Linked DNA regions of Ovis aries: region 2 is linked to region 1. Evidence: chromatin contacts called from public Hi-C data. All regions are on one chromosome and are shown on one strand. Each heading gives the region's core, a stretch centred on a gene start, on an enhancer-like site or on the middle of the called end of the contact. The rest is flanking DNA. Distances are from core to core; before and after follow the strand shown.

Region 1 (3,558 bases), core at 435-2,934:
TCAGAAAAAACACAGATACACACAAACTGGCAGCTCGGTCTTTCAAAAAACGCACTTTATCAAACCCCACCATTTATTGTCAAGTGCAAGGGGTGGGGGGAGACAGCTGCAGTTCAAGACAGGAAAAGCACAACAACCCCATTACTGTACAACCACCACCAAATTTCTCAGGGAAGAGAAAAATAAATCAGGATAGGCAAATTAAAAACATTCTGCACATGGCAAAAATAAAAGGTCCAATGTCCTACAATCCATAGCAAAAGTACTGCTTCCTGTCTTTTGGAGCCAATACCAATAAGCCAATGGATACAAGTGTCAAATAAATCCAGCGTCTGTTTGAAAAAAGACGAAACCTGGGAAAATTCTCTCCCATAAATCACTCAGTGAACACGAGGCTTTGCACCCAACATGAAATTACACACAATCAAAACCACACAACAACCCCCCCCCAACCTGCAAATGCAGAAAAAGCTGTAATCAACAAGTTGGAAAGAGGGCAGAAAGTAGAGCTCACAACCCTCTCCCCAATCTTGATTTAAAAAAAAAAAAAAAGTCCTCTAACAAAAGGTAATAGAGATCTTCAAGTACCTGGTGGAGGTGCCTTTCCTCACATCGCAGATACTGCATTTAAAGGCTTCGGCGCTGTTTCTGAAGGTGCAGACGCTACAATCCCAAAAGCCTTCGTCTGCGGCAGGTTTTGCTTGTCTTTTTGGCCTTCAGAAGAGTGAGGAGAGGGGGAAAGGGGAGGGAAGAGTCAGGGAGCAGGAAAAAGGGGGAGCGACAGCAAAAACACAGGCGCTGGTGAGCCGTCGTAATTTCCCAGGAATCCGGCGCTGGAAACTTCTCTAAGACGACCACCCACCCACCCTTTTCAGGGCCAAGAGGAGGGACCGGGGGAGGGGATGGGGCGCCCCCACCGGCACCCTGCAGCCTCCGGGCCCGGGCTGTGCTGCCTCGCACAGTAGGCGGCGGCGGCGCCCCGGGAAGGGCCGCGGCGGGCGCAGGAAGCGGGCGGACTTGTGGACTTGAGCGTGGGGCTGGGGGGGCCGGGAGGGGAGCCGCGGGCCGGATCTGGAGGGGGCGCGCAGGGGCAGCCCGAGGCCGGCGGCGGGGAGTGGGCTGGCTCCTTCCCTCTCCCCTCCCATGCTCGCGCCCTCCCTCCCTCCCCACCTGGTTAAATCTCCCTTTGTCTGGGAGGAGTGGCGGCGGCGGCGGCGGCGGCGGCGGAGGGCGGCTGAGGAGGAGCCGCCATGGCTGCGGCGCGCACGGCCGCCGGCCCCGAGCGGGAGCGACACCGCCTCCCGCCGCCGCCGCCACCGCCCGCCGCCGCCGCCTCCCCCCGCCCCCGGATCTCCATCTTAGCAGCGCCTCCCCCCGCCCCGGGTGGCTCCGGGGCCTAGTCGTCGCCGGCCCCCGCCCGCCCCCAGCCCTCCCTCCCCTTCCGCCCCCTCGGCTCGGAGCAGGTACCTGGTCGGGCTCTTCTTGTCGCCCATGGTCATGGATGGGCTGTACCCCCGCCCCCCCCAAATCCGACACCCGCGCTGCTCGGAGGAGAAACGCCGTCCGGAGAGTCGTCGCGGACCGGCCCCCCTCCCTCCCCCGCGCCCGCCCGCCCGCCCTCAGCCGCTGGGGCTCGAGCTCCGGCCGCCGCCGACGCCGCCGCTGCCAGTCTCCGGACGAGACTAGTCCCCGCCAGCGCCGCCTCCGCCGAGTGACTGACGAGGGGCGGGGCCGGGCGCCGCGCGTCACTCGCCGGGCGGCCAATGGGAAGGCGGCGGCCGGCGCCGCGAGGGCGGGGGCGGGGCGCGGGGGAGGGCGGGGCGTGGTGGACGTGGGACGGGCCGTCGGTGTGCGTGCCCCGGAGTGTGTGCGCGCTGGGGGCGCGCGTGCCTGCTGGTGGCCCCGCGGCCCGGCGTGGCGGAGCGTGCGAGCCCGGCAGGGCGCACGTGGCCGCGCCCGGGTACCCACTCTGGGCTTTGGCCCCCGCGCGGCCGCCCCGTAGGGCTGTCGCAGGGCCCCGGGCCCCAAAGCCGCCCCGGGGAAGTAGTTGGGCGCAGTTTGCGCGAGCCGCTAGGGCTTTCAACCGCCGCGACGCTCGCAACGCCTCGAGGCTTGCAGTGCCCCCGGAGCTGGCAGGGCCTCTTTGGGCCCGGGTTCCCGTGCTCCCTTCTGCTCCTCTGCCACGCTGAGCTTTGTACCTGCCTCTCGTAAATTCCCTGCCTCGAGTCGATAGACCGCCCCGAAGCCCCTTTCCAAGCCCTTGAAGCAGGAGGGAATTGTGCGGAAGAGGTGTGGCACAACTAAATGTCCCCCAGGGCCCGACACTCTGCTTCTGCTTGAACCCCCCACCCCCACCCCCCGAGCCTAAATGGGGCGTTTCCCTAGGGAAGTTACTGTTCAAATGCCAGCAGCCACATGCCAGCAGTTTAAACCTTGTACCTCAGTGCCCGTCTCCTCTTTTGGTTGTTTGGAAAATTCAGGGACTTAATGCACGAAAGCAAGCAGGTCAGTACCTGGCACTTAGAAAGGACCAATAGAAAGTAGTGGTTGAGAACTATTATAACTGGGCCTGGGTTGTGCACCATTTCCCCTGCTTTAGAAGCTTCTTGGAGGCCAGGAACAAGTAGTACCCTTTACCTTTTAGCCTGCTCCAAGAAGGCTTGCCAAGTTGACTTGAACGTGACTCAGGCCCCTCTGCCCTCAGGCAATGGGGAATCATGGTAGAGGTAGGACCCAGATGATAAGATAAAAAGCTTGGCTGGGTGGGGGTAGGGACAGGGCCAGAGGATGCTGCTAAAAATTGAGGGGTGGGGATAGGGGTGTGGAGGGAAAATAAGAGGGGCTCTCAGCTTCCACTGAGATAGCTCCCCTCCCCCCAGTTTGTATGCAAACGCAGAATGGGCTGTTATCAAGGCTGCCCTATAAAAGGGAAGCTGTCCAGGGCAGGACACCGGGGAAGCTAACTTCCCTGAGACAGAGTACCCACGGAGCAAGAAGTCCTAGGATCAGTCCAGGGATCAGAAGAGAGAGAACGTAAGAGGGAGGGAATGTGTCAGTGATAACCTTGATCAGCACACGGTGTCCTTGCCGGGGAGGCACACCCTGGAGGGCCAGGAGGGACAACACTGTTAGGCAGGGTCAGCAACCTCCCCGGCCAACCTTCAGGGAGAAAAGGAGGAAGAGGAGGAGGGAGGGATGGGGCTGAGGGCCAAAGAGGCCAGAGAAAGACAAGGGGCATGTACACAAGCCATGGCCGGGTGCCCACAGCCTTGGCCTCTGGTGTCTGCCTGGCATGCTCCCAGGACTCTGCCCCTAGCATGAAGGTACAGCGAGAAAAAGGGAATTAAGAAATCCCAGCTGGAGTAGCCGCCTCTGGGGAGGGTAGCTGGGAGCCACAGGTAGTGGGAAGGACACTGATTTTATTATTGTTTACCTAGAGTAAAACGCACAAATTGTTTTTGATAGCTCCATGAATTTTTACATGTATCCACTACACCTTTGCATGCAACATCCAGATCAAGATATAGAATCTTTCCATCTTTCCTCCCTGCAGACTAG
Region 2 (3,558 bases), core at 761-3,260, 69 kb before region 1:
GAAAAGCTTAGCAAGAATGGAAACCATGATCAGTTAGCAAAGCTTTGGACCACTGCAAAATTAAAGTCAATTTATCTTTCTCCTGTTTTGGTCTCAGTAATTAAAAAAATAGCTCATATATATGTGCATGTATTTTGAAAGTTAATAGTCCCACCCCAGCTCTTCATCCCACCCCTTAGCCTATAAACCCACAGGCACAAAACCATCCTCGACTCTTGATTATGAGCAGCTGAATCTGGGCAGTGATGTATTTCAGTCTAGTTTCAAATACCTTGAAGTGTGATTCGTTTCACTGGTCTTTGTTGTAGCATTTGCAGACTGTATACTGTTCACTTCGCTAGGAGGATCTTTCAGAATATCAGACTTTGGTCTAAATGGGGAGACAGAAAAAGAGGCATTTAAAAGATATCTTTGATTTGCCTGCAAAATAACACAGTACTGTACTGAGTCACTCAAGAACTTACTTTGTTTTCTTGTTGGTATTTTTCTTGGTAACACTAGGACTAATTTCTTTATCTTTCTCAGGTTTCTCTTTGTCTTGTTTCTCAACTTTCTCCTTCTTCTCCTTTTTAGGGGGTGGTGGAGTGGCGTACTGTTGGGCCACTTGCTGTGCCACCAGCTGAGAATTGATCCGAGGTTTTCTACAACAGTCAAGAAAAGATGCCTCATTATTTGCTTTATAAATATTTCTTTGATTTTAAAATTTTGGTCTCATAATGTTTAGGTATTTTATTACTGGTATCTGGCAATTCAAACTAAATTATATGGTATTATTTCTACATTATTATTTCTAGGTAGTATGGTTAAGTCCATAAAACCTTTCCTCTTTCAAATCCACTCTGTATACCTTTAATGACATAGACACATGCGCTCAAACAAATACACACACCCCTGTGCAGTCAAGACTTTCAGCCAATAAAACACGATTGCTTCTAAGAGTGCTGAGAACACCACTTCTTTCAGTTGTCAAGATTATACTGACTGACAGCTTTCAAATACTGCTGCTGCAGAGGGTTAATCTCATTTTATTAAATGGACACTGGTAATCCCTTGAAAAGAGAATGAAATTAGAAGTGTGACATTCATTCCTCAATCTAATTATTCCGACTTGGTCTGGTCCCCTGCAGTTCTGTGATTGGCACCACCAACAACACAGAGCAATAGAAGGCAACTGTGGTCATACAAGCTCCCAAGGGGTGAACACTGAAAATCACTATTAAAAAAACATCTTAGAAAAGTGATACATTCATTGTGCCATCAACCATTATGTGTGCGCCAGTCTCCAACTGACACTGGTTTTTAGCACTATTGTTTACAAAGTTTAAAGGGTGCCAAATGTTTCTCACAATTCGTGACCATTCAGACCCAAGTGGCAAAAGGAGAAAGGAAAGCTTAGCACACAATATTAATTTTCAAAGACATTAGCATCTAGATCGACATTTACAATGTAATAAACTCTCTAAGTATAAGGTGTGAAGGTGAAAGTCACTCAGTCATGTCCAACTCTTTGTGACCCCATGGACTACACAGTCCATGGAATTCTCCAGGCCAGAATACCGGACTGGGTAGACTTTCACTTCTCCAGGGGCTCTTCCCAACCCAGGATAGAACCCAGGTCTCCCACTTTGCAGGCGGATTCTTTATAACAGCTGAGCCCCAAGGGAAGCCCAAGGTAGGACACATATATCTAAATTAGGCTCACTAATGAGGTGAAGCAACTGCCGGCCACCATGTAACAACCCCCCTCAGACCCTATATCCCACTCTGCTCTCCACAATGAGACACTGGCCGAAGAAAAGTAACTGGACAGATGAGCTCTGGCTCATCCATGAAAGAGCCAGTGGTAGAGGAACGGAAACGGAAGGAAAAAATCAAAAACAAACCTAGGAAAAACAAGTTTCTTTTAAAAATAATCATGCCATTAAAAAAAAAACAAACTGCTAGGAGCAGGACACACTGTCTGAAGCAGCTCTTGGGAGAGGGTGTGACGTGGCGAAGGAGAAATACAGGGTGAAGAGGGGACGGCCGCCTACTCCACAGCTTCGTCAAGGGCCCTGCTAGGGGAAGCCCCTGGCTTTTGTCTGAGCGTCTCGGTGCTGGTTCCACGGTCATGTGGCTTTGCAGGAAACCGATGAACAAAGCATCAATCCCAGGGCAAGTCTCCTATGGTCTCCAGCAAACATGCCTTGGCAATGGATGGCACACAATGAAAGCCAGTCACAGGCACAGCCACCTCAGGCTGGACCACAACCACCAACAGCCTCACCTGCTGCTGGGCAGGGACTCAAACACAGATGCGTAGTGCAGCAGGCAATGGGAGGAGGTGCTCACGCTAAGGCCCTGCCCTATCCCGTGAGAGGGAACTTTCCTTTTTCACAGGTTTGCTTCCTTGGTGGCTCAGACAGTAAAGAATCTGTCTGCAATGCAGGAGACCCGGGTTCGCGCCCTGGTTAGGAAGATCCTCTGGAGAAGGGGATGGCAATCCACTTCCCTATTCTTGCCTGGGAAATCCCATGGACAGAGGAGCCTGGTGGGCTACTACAATCCACAGGGTCGCAAAGTCAGACACTTACTTAACAAAGGCAGCAGCAGCCTATTCTACTCCTTTAAAGAGGAAGTGTATCTGTTAATACTTAAGAGAGAAGATAATCACCACTACAAGTCATTTCACAAGTACTCACCAGGGACACAAACAGATCAGATCAGTTGTCTACAGGGATTACCAGGCAGTTTAAATCAGAGTAAAAAAACAAAATAGAATTGTCTTACACTAACCAATACTCAAGATGAAACAACTTAATCAGAGTTTAACTAACTATATAACAAAAAGCTACCTTGATGGAGAATTTCAATTAAGCTCATATGTATACTTCAGAATGACGAGAGGACAGCGGGACAGCAGTCCAAGACCACCTTCAACAGACACTCAATGGCACACCAAACCCTTGCCCCAAAGAACCCCTAGGCTCGCCCACCAGGCCTGCCCAATTTGTTATGGGGGGCCTGTCTCACTCCAGGCACATCCTATGATGTTCTACAAGGCTACTTCCCACACCACTATGTAACTATCAATCAAATGTACACTCCTGAACGGCACGACTGCACCTGAATCTTCTTTGTCACTAAGGCATTCAGCACAGTACCAGGAACCCAATAGAATTACCTCCTGGTTGAATGAAGAATAAACAAACACTGCAAAGAAAGACAAAGTACGATAAGGACTGAGAAAAAAGCCCAAGCTCTGGTGATCAGGAGGTCACTGCTGACTTTTAGGAGAGCAAGCCACATGAGACTGGGACTGCAAAAGTGAAAGGACGACAGGAGGTCAGCGGAATAACCTAGAGGTGGCCAACAGGATTTTTTTGGAGAAATGTCGCAGTGAGGTAAAGATGGTCCTGCCACTACAGAGAGGGGTCAGCACGGCTGGAGGAGATTTCCACAGGAAAGGGAGGCTGAAGTCACATGTACTGTAGAGGGAGAAAGACGGAAGGCAGGCAAGACAGCAATGTCAGCCATGGGGCAAAGAAGAGAAAGCACAGAACCAAGCAAAGCACCGGC

What was found. Hi-C and Micro-C count contacts between places; a contact is called where the count stands out from the background.
Region 2: a Hi-C map of liver shows a contact between it and region 1, with 2.0 times the contacts expected there. The contact joins the enhancer-like site here to the promoter of RYBP in region 1. A contact is called at or near these places in 2 of 16 Hi-C or Micro-C datasets (blood and liver).

What each region holds. Positions count from the first base shown.
Region 1 is chr19:29,297,678-29,301,235 of ARS-UI_Ramb_v3.0, reverse strand. It overlaps RYBP (RING1 and YY1 binding protein), which reads right to left and starts at 1,684. Exons shown (of 5, transcript XM_027958165.2): 1 at 1,468-1,684; 2 at 589-714. The coding sequence starts at 1,499.
Region 2 is chr19:29,367,168-29,370,725 of ARS-UI_Ramb_v3.0, reverse strand. It overlaps RYBP (RING1 and YY1 binding protein), which reads right to left. Exons shown (of 5, transcript XM_027958165.2): 3 at 465-641; 4 at 272-370. Among named protein-coding and RNA genes, the nearest start is that of RYBP, 69 kb to the right of the region's middle. Within about 2 kb of position 2,010, at least 9 of the 54 cell types and tissues checked have an H3K27ac peak or open chromatin away from gene starts, as enhancers often do. A contact at or near this core is called in liver, where this site is marked.